2 separate regions of the Zea mays genome follow, and region 2 is linked to region 1. The links are chromatin contacts, called in public Hi-C maps. All regions are on one chromosome and are shown on one strand. Each heading gives the region's core, a stretch centred on a gene start, on an enhancer-like site or on the middle of the called end of the contact. The rest is flanking DNA. Distances are from core to core; before and after follow the strand shown. Region 1 holds the start of LOC100286129. Region 2 has its middle 30 kb from the start of LOC109939563.

Region 1 (6,684 bases), core at 1,667-4,166:
ATTTCTGTAATCAATCCAATATTTCGTCTTCTCTTCCAGTTGCTCCAAAGCAGCAGAAACAAATGGAAGTTTCTCCAAGTCATCAACAAGGCCTAAGTCAGCCATATGCAACCAATTACTAAGATCCAATTTTGCATCTCGAACAGACAACTCCACATCAGATGTCAAAATAAACTTTGAGAAAACATTATAATGCTCTTCATCTGTTGTAGAACTTTCACTGGAGGAGCTTTTGATGGAAGGAGTGAGCGAATTTCTTGACCTGCTCAGAAGTGTAAATGTGACAACGTCACCAGCACGGACATTCTGGACTTGAGTAATTTGTATTGTATACAAATCCTTTGATGATATCATCATGAAACACAGAGGACACTTCTTCCAACACTCACCTCTATAATCATCTTTGCCCATCATTAGATAACGTAAAATGCATGGAAAGCAATATATGTGTCCGCATGATGTGATCTGTGGGCACAATGGTCTTTCCAAGCAAATAGGGCATTGTACCTCAGAAGGGCTATAGTATCTTACACAGATAATATCTTCCCACTGAAGCATCTTATCAGGATCCATTGAATCAATCTGGTAATTCCCAGTATCCAATACAACAAACTTATAGTTTGCTTGGATGAACAGATCCTTGTTGTAAGGTTTTATCTTCCTTTGTCTTCTCGGAAGATATGTTCTAGGGCCTCTGGGCTGTGGCCGAGAAATAGGATCATACTGGAAATTCAGTAGGTGATTAGCATTCACGGTCTGATTCTTCCTGGCAGCTATCTGAGTCCCATTACCCAGTCCAGTAGAACCTGAAGCCAAATGGTCAGCCTGAAGGGATCCCACCATTTTAGGTCTCTCAGGATATGACCCAACTGAGCCAAAATTATCTACAGGCAAACCGGAATCCCCCTGTTCTGAAGAGTGGCATTCTGAAACATTGCCAACCTCTTGTGTACATGTATCATTCTCTTCCCCAGATATTATAAATCCAACTACCTGGAAGTTATTGCATTTTATCAACGTGTTAAGAGCTGAAACCGGAGTTTTTAACACTAATGTGGAAAGAAAAGATGAAAATGGCAATAAGCTCCACAAGCACTTCACCTTTTCGGGAGCATTAATAGATTCTCCAATAGCTGGAACCACTGGGTCTGCAGAATATGAATTGCATTGTAAAGATTACTCTGAAAACAGGAGGGCTAAAAATGGCGTGGCATCACCAATGAGAATGCAACATGAAGTTATGCACACAACTAGTCTAACGAGCAGATAATGAAAAGCTGACTTAAGATCTTAATAACAACCAGGTAGTTAAAGTGAAATAACGAGTATAACTACACAACAGCATGTACAGAGCAACTTAATTGAAAATTAACAAGCAAATCAAAGGCGAGTATCTCCATGGCCATTGGAATATGCACTTCCAATATTAGTACTACACTGGGAGATGTCCATATGAAAATTAATTGTTTAAAGTTCAAAATGCTAGCACTAGAGCTTCAGTAGCATATTTTTTCACTAGCTCTAAAAGAACCAAGTGTAGGGTAAAAAAAAACTTATCAATTAAAAGTCACTGCTGATCTAACTATAAGACATTCATTTTTATGAAAAAAATGTATCTTGAATCAGATAAGCATTGAATATGAATTTCAGCCAACTATCGCTGATACACAAAATATGGTCAGATTTAAACATCTAGATGTAGATGTGCCCTAGATAATCTTATTCTTGATGCAATGTATTGAATCATTGTCATACATAGAGTTAGGCACGCAGATTAAGACCATATTGTACACTAAAAACAGTGTGTGGCCATCACATATACATGAAGAAACAATGGTTACGATGAAATCTAAATTATATCGCTACTGTATTTTTGGCTGGATAGAACTGAGCCAAACGAAAAATACTATCACCTGGGTGACTGAATCTATCATATACTTTCACCCTCCAACACAATAAACAGAAACTCAGCAAATGTTTTGCATCCAAATTTAATCAAACCTAATAGTAGAAAACATTCAGAAACTACATTTAACTGACGTGCTTGACCAAGCCTAATCCCACGAGCATTTATGCACACAAAATCTAGCACCACCCAGACTATCAAATCATTCTCAGCTCAGCATAACACCTACTCCATCCATCCTAGAAAGAGTGCCATCCTCACATTCCGATAAGTCAAACACTTTCAAATTTAACCAAATATATATAAGAAAATATTAATAGTTAGGGTGCATAATTAGTATCATTAGATGAATCGTTGAATATATTTTCATGATACACTTAATTAAAATACAAATGGTGTTAATATTTCACGAGCACGAATCCCATAGTGACACACTTTTTGGACGGAGGGAGTAGAATCCATGGCCAATCAGGCAATCACATGATTTAAGCGGCTGAAAATATCAGTCCCTAATGCGCAAAGAGAACGCTGTAAACTTGCTAGGGGGCACAAATCCCTTCGAAGCTTGTGCTTAGCCAAACAACGCACGTAATCCAAACAGCACCACAGCAGCTGGTAGTTTTCAAAGTAACAACCAGATCCAACCCCATCGGGAATCGTTCAATCGATCTACGGGCGAAGGGGGACGAGTGGAAAGGAAAACTCACTGGAGCTCGAGCCGACCCCGCCGTCGCTAGCTTCCGCAGCGGCGCCGGGTGGCGAGACGGATGCCGGAGGGGAGCGGCGGCCGTGGCGGCGTCTGTCGCTGCCATGTTGGGGACTAGGGCTAGGGTTGTGCGGGCGCGGGTAATAGGCTCCTCCGGTGCGTTCGTGTGGAGAGATGGACATGAACCCGCGCGGGAGCTCGTGGGGTGGGTGAGCGGCGCTCGGTCGAACGGCGGCGACGGAGAGGGCGGTGGCGCGGGGAAAGGGACAGGGTGGCGTGGGGTTAATACGGTCGATGCGTGGTAGGATCGCCGGTTGGCGTGGCGATGGGCAGGCAAGGCCGGGCTCACGTAGACCAACCCACGTGTAGGATGATAACGGGCGAAGAAAAAATGCGCGGCCCAGACGTCAGTTACGTGGTGTTGGGAAATATTATGGACTGCGTTCATGCAATATGGAGGAAGATGGGATTTCAGGGCAGAAGTAGAAAGGATATGCGGTTAACGAAGTCCGCGTGGATGATGTGGTATTTTTTTAAAAAAATAATATCTTAAAAATAAAAGTAATGTGTCTTAAGAAAATATAGTTATTTTGACTTTATCCAGCGAAAGTCACTAGTACAACATAAACATAAGTAAATTGTACAAGAGTCCCACTCCCAACTTGTAAGGGGCCGGTATGCATGCCCTGTGTTAGTACCACCTCGCCTAGCCAAGGGGGCCGTGTTGCACTTATAAGGGCGGGCCTCCCTCCTCTCTCAGCCTAGGTTTTGAGAGCGAGGTGCCTGTCTGAATAGGCTGCGCGCGAGCGCATGAACGCCCGACGCTGGTGATGGTGGGCTTTGGCGGACTGGCCCAGTGGGTGCGTTACAAATGGTATCGGAGCCCACATTGCCGCTGCTGCCTGGGAGAGCTTTGGGCCTCTTAGGGGGGTGGGATGTAAGGGGCCGGTATGCATGCCCTGGGTTAGTACCACCTCGCCTAGCCAAGGGGGCCGTGTTGCACTTATAAGGGCGGGCCTCCCTCCTCTCTCAGCCTAGGTTTTGAGAGCGAGGTGCCTGTCTGAATAGGCTGCGCGCGAGCGCATGAACGCCCGACGCTGGTGATGGTGGGCTTTGGCGGACTGGCCCAGTGGGTGCGTTACAAATGTCAGCAGCTCTAGGTGCTATACAAAAGTTAAGGATGGTAGCTCCGGATGTTCTACGGAAGCCAAGCCATGCAAGACGAGGAGAAGCAGGCTTCTGAAGCTGTTGAAAGAGGGAAGCTGAGAAGAGTAGCCGAGAGACTAAGCCCAACAAGAAGTATATTGGTGTCAATAGGCTGTAATAGGGCCCACATATTTGTTAGCTATAAAAGAGGGAAAACTGCTCGTCTGTAACCTGGCTTTTGGCTAACGATGAACTTGGAAAGGAAGATAGAACATAGAACTGATTCCTGAGTGTCTGGTGAGTCTTGTGAGAGGGTGTTGTTAACATTTGGTATCAGAGCTGGTTCTTCCACACCGTCGCAAACCAATTTCAGGCGAGAATTGGAACTATGGCGTGGCCGAGCCTCGAAGATCCGATGGCGCAGCTGATGGCGAAAATCGAGGAAGGAAATTGAGGGATTCATCGGTGTATGGACTCGATGCAGTCTGCTATGGAGAAGATGGAGATCACGCTCAAGGGTTTGCTGACATATCAGAGCGACTTCGAGAAGGGGAGGCCAGGAATCGAAGCGGAGGAGGTGGGGATGATGGAAGCACCAAAGTCCGTTCAGAATCTGGTGGCGAACGCCATATCGGCGCGCGTCATCTCCATTGAGAAGGATGGCTCCGTCTCCGACACGCCAGCAACGTCCATGCCTTCTCCGGCCTCAGATCCGCGGCATGATACCAGCTTCACCACCACACGCACGTGTCTGGGCACAGACCATGCTGTCACCGCCGCGAGCAGGCGCGCCGGTGCGGGCCACGTCGCGAGTGAACGCACGAGAGGGCGCCACCGTCGCCCCCAGCCGTGCGGACGAGCAAGCGCCCCTGCCGCCGTCGCGGGCACACGCGGACCGTCGCCGCCGCCGCGTAGGCGAGCGTGCGCGGGCCGTCGCCGCTACACAGGTAGCACCGAACCGTGCCCCGTCCAGGCGCCCCTGTCGCCATCGCGCAGGCGAGCGCAAGCGGGTCGCCGTCACCGCCGCCACATTGACTCCCTGAAGTGGTGTCTGGTTATTGAAGCGAAGGGGGTGGAGATGGCAGAAGCACTAACGAACATCCGGAATCAGGCGAACAACGTGGCGCGGAAGGCACTCGGAGTTCCTCTTTCCATTTCGGTGGTGGCACGCTCCTCGATGTCGATTCCTCTGGTAACTACGTCGAGCGGAGCGACAACTGGACCAATTATCCAACAAATCGCTGATCCTTATCAACAACCAGCTACTGATTTGAATGCAACCCGAATCCCTATTCTAGTGGAAGATGTGGTGACCGAGTTCATCAATGGGTTGGTGGATATTTACCCAGATCTGCAGTACCTCGAAGAGTTCCCTCAGATTAAGGTCGTTCATCGTGTTGAGGTCGAGCACAGTTCCTATGACAAAGTTGCAGTCATCTCAGGTGGTCAAAGTGGCCATGAACCTGCCCATGCTGGATTTGTTGGTCCTGGAATGCTGACCGCTGCTGTCTCTAGAGAGGTCTTCACTTCTCTACCTGTTGATTCTATTTTAGCCATTGTTCGAGCTGTAACTGGTTCCAAGGGGTGCTACACGGATGCAAAGATGTGTGAAGTCGTGACGAGGCCCTGCGTCAGGGGAGGGATGCATAGTGACGCTGTCAGGGTGTTCGGTGAAATGACCGGCGCCTGGGTCAAGCCCGACGAACACGTTTATGCCACCACAATCACATGTTTGGGCAGGCTACATGATGCAGATCATGCACTTCAGGTACTGGAAAAGATGAGGGAGGCATGGGTCGAGCTGTGGGAGTTAACATGCAATTCTATGGTGGGTGTGCTTGTGAAGGTGGGAAGGATGGATGAGATATTGCATCTAAAGGATCAGATGATGCTGGCTAAGGAGAAGATGGATGTGGTTCTCGCGAGAATGTTGATGCACGTGTACTATTTGAGTGGAGAAGTTGGGAAAACATTAGAATTGTTTGATGTGGTTGCCAGTGATGGTGTGACACTGTCCAATGTGGCATATGGGGTGATGAACAAAGGTTGTGAAGAAGAGGGGATGACAGATGAGATATATAAGCTATGCACATATGAGTTCAATTTGGTGATCAGAGGCCTCTTGAGAAACAAACAGTGGAAAGTTGACATTGACTTACTTGAACTTATGGTTGATACTTGGGTACCACATTTCTTCACTTACAGTTGTCTAATTCATTGGCTCTACAAGCATCACAAACTCTGCGAGGCAGTCAGCTTATGGGATAAGATGACGGAAGCAGGGGTCAACCCTTCTATTGTGACATACCACACCCTAATGTTGGGGTACTGTCAGAAAGGGTGCAGAGATAAAGCACTCAAGTTATACTCTGAGAGGCTTGATGAAGGATTCCCATCTAATGAGGCCAGTTACCTTAAGTTGATGAAAGGGTATATCAAGAAGAAAACTGTTGACAAGGCCTATGCCCTTCTTAATGAAATGCGTCAGAATGGAGCTCTCGACGAGGGTTTTAAGCAGGCAAAATCTGAAGGCTATAATATGGAGATGGTCGTTGCTGGAGCTGGTTGTGTTTTTTCCCCACCTAGAGGAATAGCAGGTAGAAGAGGTTCAGCTAGAACAATTATTGTGCATAAAGTTGCTGAAGAAGCAAAACCTGCATTTGAAGTTGACGTTACGATGGGAGTTGCACTTTCTGTTTGCACATTGCCAGAGCAAGTTACTTCTGGGAGTTTGGGTCAAAGGCAACTGGAGCTTGGCCTTAGAATCCATGGAGAACTTGGTGTTGCTGTTGTTGAACTCCAGTCAGTTGATATAGTAGCAGAACATGTTCTTAAGCAGATAGTGTCACGAGAAACTCAGTATCTTCCTAACACAAGGGGTTGCAATGATGTTCTCCTAGTGAATGGATTAGGCGCCACTCCTATC
Region 2 (6,684 bases), core at 1,090-3,589, 250 kb after region 1:
CAATGTCAGTGACACATGATTAAGTGATTTTTTATAAAGGTAGCAAAAAAATAGACTGCTACCAATAATAGAGCTTGCTTTAGGTTCTGCCTAGTGATTAGAAGTGAGGTTAGATACACATCTTACCTCTTTACGCTTGTGGGCGTCATTGTAACTGTTATACCGAGTGAATCTTGTAAGTCTTACGAGATCACATAAACTATGTTTATGGTGTTGCATCCATCATGTACCAGGGGGAACGAGACTTGTAGCATTTTAGCCAAAAGTTCAATAGTGGAGATGGTGAGGAGCTGGCAACAACCATAGCACTATTTGCGCATGGAGAAGACCTGAGACTATATATATAGTTACCTGACCAGGAGTTTAGTTCTCGCAAGGACATCCCCTTACATAGGGCTCCAACGAGGATTAGATTAAAGCTTGCACGCTTCTTGATGTCTCGATAAAATACCGATGTGTCAAGGCGAGTTTGTATCTCTATCACATGTAAGCTTCTATAAATATATTGTGTTATCTTAGTTGTGTGCTTTATCTTTCTAACCTAGTTTTTAGGCTAATGGATAGGCTTGGGATCTAGGTTGCACAACTCCTTTACATTAGGGATATCAACACTTAGTTAAAATTGTGGTTGTTTATAAGGTAGTTTAATTTTATAGTATAAGTTTTGACTAGAATAAAAATGAATGATATAATTTTAGAAAGAAATTAGATTCACTAATTCACTACTTAAATGTCAAGTGTTCTTTGACGGGCCTAGGAGCAAATCACGGTGAGACAATAGCAGTGCCCGTACACTACTTAAATGATATAAGTTTTGACTAGTTAAATATGTATATAAAATAATTTAAGAAAAATAAAATTGTGTCTAGCAGTCGGTACTATGGATCGAGAAGGTGACTAAGACACGACATGATTCTCAGGACACAGAGACACGAGCCTACTTTGAATCATTTTTGGCTGGGTCGCGACCCATTTGACCGTCTATAGTCTCTAATCTGGCGTGAAAAAAGTGAGAGAAAGAACTTCACGTCGTATCACCCCAAACCGCATACCTCACTGCTCGTGCCAACAAAGACGACATCGTCGTACGCTTAGCTCGACATTGGTTTGGCTCGATCCAGAGGCGCACCGATTGTTGGTGCATGTGATGGCCCTGTCTTAGTCCCCAGTTGTCTCCCTTTAGTGCGACCAAAGAATCTATAAGTTTGGATCGTGTTTCAATAACCATCCCATTTACGCAAGGTCTATCTATATGATATATATAAACCACATTAATGCATGTGCAATTAACTAGTAGTATCCATATATACGTACTGTCATTACTAAGTAATATCGCTGACAGATCTATATTTATTTTTTTAATATGCCATTCTCATTTCTCAAAAAGTAAAAATATGTAACTCTAACTAAATATATAAAATGGAATATTAATATCTATAGTATATAATTGATATTATTAGATATGTTGTTGTATCTATTTTTTTACAAAATAAAATGAAAATATTAATATTGCCAAGACTTTTTATAAGTTTAATTAAAATTTAAAAAGATTGATGGATACAACTCCCTTCCTAACACCTAGACAGAGGTCGGGGCCATCTCCTACGGTGTCGCTCATATCTCTCACACCCCATCTTCAGTGTACTATAGAAGGAACAACCACTCTAACGAGTTCCCCATGATGCCCCATATACGGGGAAGAGAGACACCTCTCCTCCTTCATAGAGAGAGTTCTAATTTTTCCACATCCTTATTTATTTGTTTCTTTGTGATATTAATATTTTAGCTTTGTAACATGATAATAATGTGTATTACCATAGTACAGATAGTCTATGATTTTTATAAAAACTTAAAGACTAATAAAAAGTTTAAATAACTAAGTTACCGTGTATAGGTGAGCTGGAATAGAGTGAATATTAGAGACGTTCTATATATAAGGAGTACTCCTATCTTTTAGCGAGATATAATAAAATATAATAAAAATACATAAAGAAAGGAATACAGGAGGAATGGTTGGAGATGTTCCGTAGAAGTAGCTTTGGATGTGTTTTTTAGATATCTCTAAAGCAACTTGTTGGTCCAACACAAGTCTGTCCAAGTCGGATAGGTGGAATAAAGTCTGGAAGATGGCAATCAAACGAGACGGATAGAGATAATGCTAGAAAATCCGCGCAAATGACACAGTGCGTGCGACACCAACAACGAGGTCGTTGATACTGGATAGCAGCGGCATCTTCGATCTTTATTCTGATAGGTTTGTGCGGGGCCCACCCCTGCTTGCGGCATGCCCCATGCTGCTCACGCACAGGCACAGCAGTAATGCTGTGATGGGGGAGAGAGAGAGAGTACACACAGTTTCATCAGCAAGAGAGATGTGGTGTCAGATTCCTTTTTCTGGGCTCCACACTGCCGTGTCACGGCCAATTTGTGCAACCTGACATACAGTAGCTTCGCACCAGTGGCGGAGACAGGTGTGGGGCCACTAGGGCTTGGGCCCTACTCTTGAGCCGAAAAATTGCTAGGAACCTAAATATATTCTTAAAAAAATGAGAGAATTCTTATAATCCATTCATATGTGTCATTATCTATGCATTTGCATGATTTAAGATTTTCTAGCTGATATAAATACTTGTTAGTGTTATATCGGGCTCTACACTTAGAGAAATCTTGGCTCTGCCACTGCTTCGCACTGCAGTTCTTTTACGAGTATTAAAAGCTTAATTATGTTTTATAAATTTGTCTCGTTTTTTAATTTTTATCCGTGTAATTAGTTTATTAAACTATATTTAATATACATAATTATTATTCAAACATTCGATGTGGCAGTGACTACATTTTAGCCAGATGCAACCAAACATGTTCACTTTACCAAAGTCCTCTAAATCTCATCCTCTTAAAGATTATTCCTCGTTATTTATAGCATTATCTAAAAATCACGTCGTCTATATCTTAATCATCTCCAGCAGCGTCCTATATATTTCATCATCCATATGGAGCACAACCACTTCTTCTCTATTCATGCCTCTCATACATTTTGTCGAATAGATTGTTTGCACTAGTTACCATTGTCGCGAACCGAACAAGACTTCATTCCAGTAGGTCTGCGACGCACTAGACCAGTCCAGTGAGGGACCGGACCGAGTGCACAGTGAAGGCAAACTTCGGCTTGAGTATCCTGGTGCATCGGACCAGTCTGTGGTTCACACGACCACTTTACGCAGAAAGGGCTTCAACAGGTCTTCCGTGGCATGGTGCACCGAACCACTTACACAGAACGATCTGTTCTTGAAGAGCTGAAGCAGAAGGCATACTGAACCAGTCCAGTGTGTACGGACCCATCGAGGGCAACGACTAATTCGCACTCTGATGGCTATATGACGCGACAGTTGACGTCGTGGGGTCTGGTGGTGCACCGGACCAATCCGGTGCCACCTGAAATGGTAGCTTTCCATTATTATGCAAGCTGACAAGAGGTCTGGTGCACCTGAGGAGGTGCAAATTTTTGAAATCTCACCTAACGGCTAATTGAGGGCTTTTGGGCTATAAATACCCACTCAACCGGCCAAGACTTATAACAAGAGTTGTGATTCAACTCTACAAGCTAGAGCAACACCTCATAGAGATCCAATAGCCTCCCATGTGCCATTAGAGAGAATTGTGTATTCTAGAGTGGATTTTGATAGTACCTTGCGTGAGTGTTTGTGTTGTTGCAGTTTTGTGCACTTGTGTTGGTGTTCGATTATTGTAAAGGCTGGTAAGAGGCTCCAAGTTGTGGAGTGTTTTGTATAGACTTTGTCTTTCACATAAGAAGATCTGATGGCTCAAGCTTAATCGTTGGAACCATTTGAGATTATTGAAAGAGACCCGTCCTTAGGGACACCTCAACAGAGACGTGGGTTCTTTGTAACCGAACTTCGGTAAATCAAATCGCTTGTCTTTCTGTTTGTGTTTTCATTTGCTTGCGAGTTGTTCTTCTCTCCCCCCTCTCTAAGTTCTCTTGTTTGGTTTTTTATTTAAATCATTAAGTGTCGCTCCTAATTTTATTCTGCAATCAATTGAGCACACGTTGCAAGAAGAACCTCTCTGACTCTCCCTACTCCGGTTCTTTTCTCTCTCTCGCTCTAACAACTAATTTGGGATCTAGTTTGTTTTTAAGTGTTGAAATTTCAGGTGCCGTCTATCCACCCCTCCTCTAGTCAACTATCAAATATAGTTGGTAAATGATGTAGTCGCTCGTAACTTATAAAGCTTACAAGTATGTTAGTACATTTAGGCTAAGGATTGTATCAGGCATTGCATAGTAGGCTAAATACAGAGGATATTTCTCTATAGAGACTCCATTTTTCGCTATTTATTTTTATACTTTAAACAATGAATCAAATAAAACTAAAATATGCATAAGATGTTTAAGAGTATGATAAATACGTGTATACGAAAACCTATACCAAAGTATGTTCCTATTATAGATTATTGGTCTATAGACGACGATATATATAGGACGTTGATACTATAATAAAGTATAAATATAAAAAGAGAAATATAAAGAATACGGTTAGACACCCGAGGCCGGCTATCTGGTCCCTCTATGGCCCAGCATGACATGACATCCCTTCTCACGACGCAGAGAAAAAGGTTGCGTGCTTTCTTAAAGCCATTCATCAAACGCAAAAAAATTGTTTCGGGCTCGCTGCACAAAACTGGACTGGGGAGAAGGTCATGATTTCGATTCTGTAGTATAGTGGTAGCAAGCGAGTACTCCAGAGTCTCCAGTAAACACTAACAGTGATCGCCTGGCCCAGCATTAATTTGCATTTTAGGAGAAATAATTTTAATAGTGCGACTGGCTGTCTGGCTGGTGGGGGAGTAGTTGATGTGATGCTAATGCTATGGTGCTCACTGTCCATGGCAAGTGCACATCAGTTGGTTGTTGGTTTAGCATCAGGGGAGATGGAGTAGGCTGGGCTGTTTCTGTTTGAACGGCTTAATCGATGCTCCTCCATTGAATCTGTATGGTTGTGACCTCACCTGCACCACGGAAAAAAAGTTCAGGCTAGGTAAGGAGAGCCATCAAAGAGCCATGTTGAGCGCTAGCTACAGTTACTAGTGATCCCTTCCATTTGTCAACTTGGCTACAAGGTTGCTTATGGCATTGGCACACTTGGATTGTCTTCGTAGGTCGTGTAAAATATAAGACACGACACTATAGGTCTATTTGTTTCGGGTTTTTTTTTCTGACGAGCTTTTCTGAGAATCTGGTTGAGGGGAGAATTCGGCTGTGGAGAGAATCTGAGTATCGTGAGGATTACGTGTGGAATGAGATGAAGAGGTTAATAGGGTTTAGGGTCTAAAAAGTGACGGATTTCTACTTTCGCGACAACTCGACCGATTTTTTGTCACATAATTTTAGATGGTTATCATCGAAGTGATTCTTACAAAAGTTGTCTGAAAAGTTGGGTGTTTGGCAGTCAGCAGCAGCTTCTGGCGGCAAGAACCTGCTGAGAAGCCGAAATAAACAGGCCCTATATGTAGAGATGCCAATAGGGACCCGATACCCGATACCCGCTAACCTGTGAGGAATTCCTCTATTAGGTTACTGGTATGGGACAAAAAATTGTCCCATGAGTATGAATATGGGACAAAATCTCCACACATTGGGTAAACGGAGTATGGGTTTGGCAAGCAATAATCCGAACCTGATTACCAAGAGTATTTCATACGTGTACACATGTCCTGTTTGTATGAATGAGTTGAGGTCGAGCCGGCCACCAAGCCCAACATGGTAGCGCACCAGGCCCCAAGTCCTAGCCCAACAAGGCAACACGACAAAACAACTAGCAGACTAGCAAAAAACCATAAAATAATCAGCCATAGGCTACGCCCTGCCCAGCCGGCCATTGGGGACCCATTGGAGACCCGAAACTCGAATGGGGATGGGTGTGAGATGAGTTTTGCACCCATGATGGGTATGAGGATGGATCAAACATGATGCATATGGTCTAGAATCCTATAACTCGGCGGGGAATTCTCTATTGATATATCTAACTATAAGGGACATTATTTGACATTGATTGCACAATAAAGTTGAAATAGGAGATAACACTACGTACAAAAGGCTTAAAGGAAACGTAACCATCTGTGACACTTGTTAAAAACACGTCACTAATTTTTCGTAGTGACGTTTTTTTTAAAAAACATGTCATTAATAATTGTGCTCATGTGACATCTATTATAAAAACATGTCGCTAGCTATATATGATAATAACTCAGTGATATCTTTTATTTTACGTGTCTCTACTATATATGATCTATTTAGTGAAATATATGTATAAACAAGTCATTCTCAGACGTGAAATCTATTTAGTGATGTGTTTATCTCGCTTCAGACGTCATATCTAATATATATACATTAGTAATGTGTATATATAAACATGTCACTGGTCTCAAACATTATATTTGTTTAGAGACATGTATTTAAATACATGTCAGTAATACATACTCCCCTCGTCCCATAAAGAATGACGTTTTGACTTTTTTTTATTAAAGTTTGACCTACTGAGCTTATTCAAAAAATTCATCATTATCATTTATTTTTATTCTGATTTATTTTATCATATAATTTACTTTAACTATGAATTTGATTTTTTCTACATTTTCACAAATATTTTGAATAAGATGAGCTAGTAA

What was found. A called contact is a pair of places that touch in the nucleus more often than the background predicts.
Region 2: a contact with region 1 is called in a Hi-C map of leaf, with 5 times the contacts expected there. The contact joins the enhancer-like site here to the promoter of LOC100286129 in region 1. A contact is called at or near these places in 7 of 25 Hi-C or Micro-C datasets (ear, leaf, seedling and 1 more).

The regions. Positions count from the first base shown.
Region 1 is chr5:168,983,440-168,990,123 of Zm-B73-REFERENCE-NAM-5.0, forward strand. It overlaps LOC100286129, which reads right to left and starts at 2,917. Exons shown (of 9, transcript NM_001159017.2): 1 at 2,614-2,917; 2 at 1,102-1,148; 3 at 1-993. The coding sequence starts at 2,794. LOC103628659 (putative 3,4-dihydroxy-2-butanone kinase) reads left to right here and starts at 4,237. Exons shown (of 2, transcript XM_035958899.1): 1 at 4,237-5,365; 2 at 6,254-6,684. The coding sequence starts at 4,237.
Region 2 is chr5:169,235,087-169,241,770 of Zm-B73-REFERENCE-NAM-5.0, forward strand. No RefSeq gene overlaps it. Among protein-coding and RNA genes, the nearest start is that of LOC109939563, 30 kb to the left of the region's middle. Within about 2 kb of position 2,340, at least 18 of the 20 cell types and tissues checked have an H3K27ac peak or open chromatin away from gene starts, as enhancers often do. A contact at or near this core is called in ear, leaf, seedling and 1 more, where this site is marked.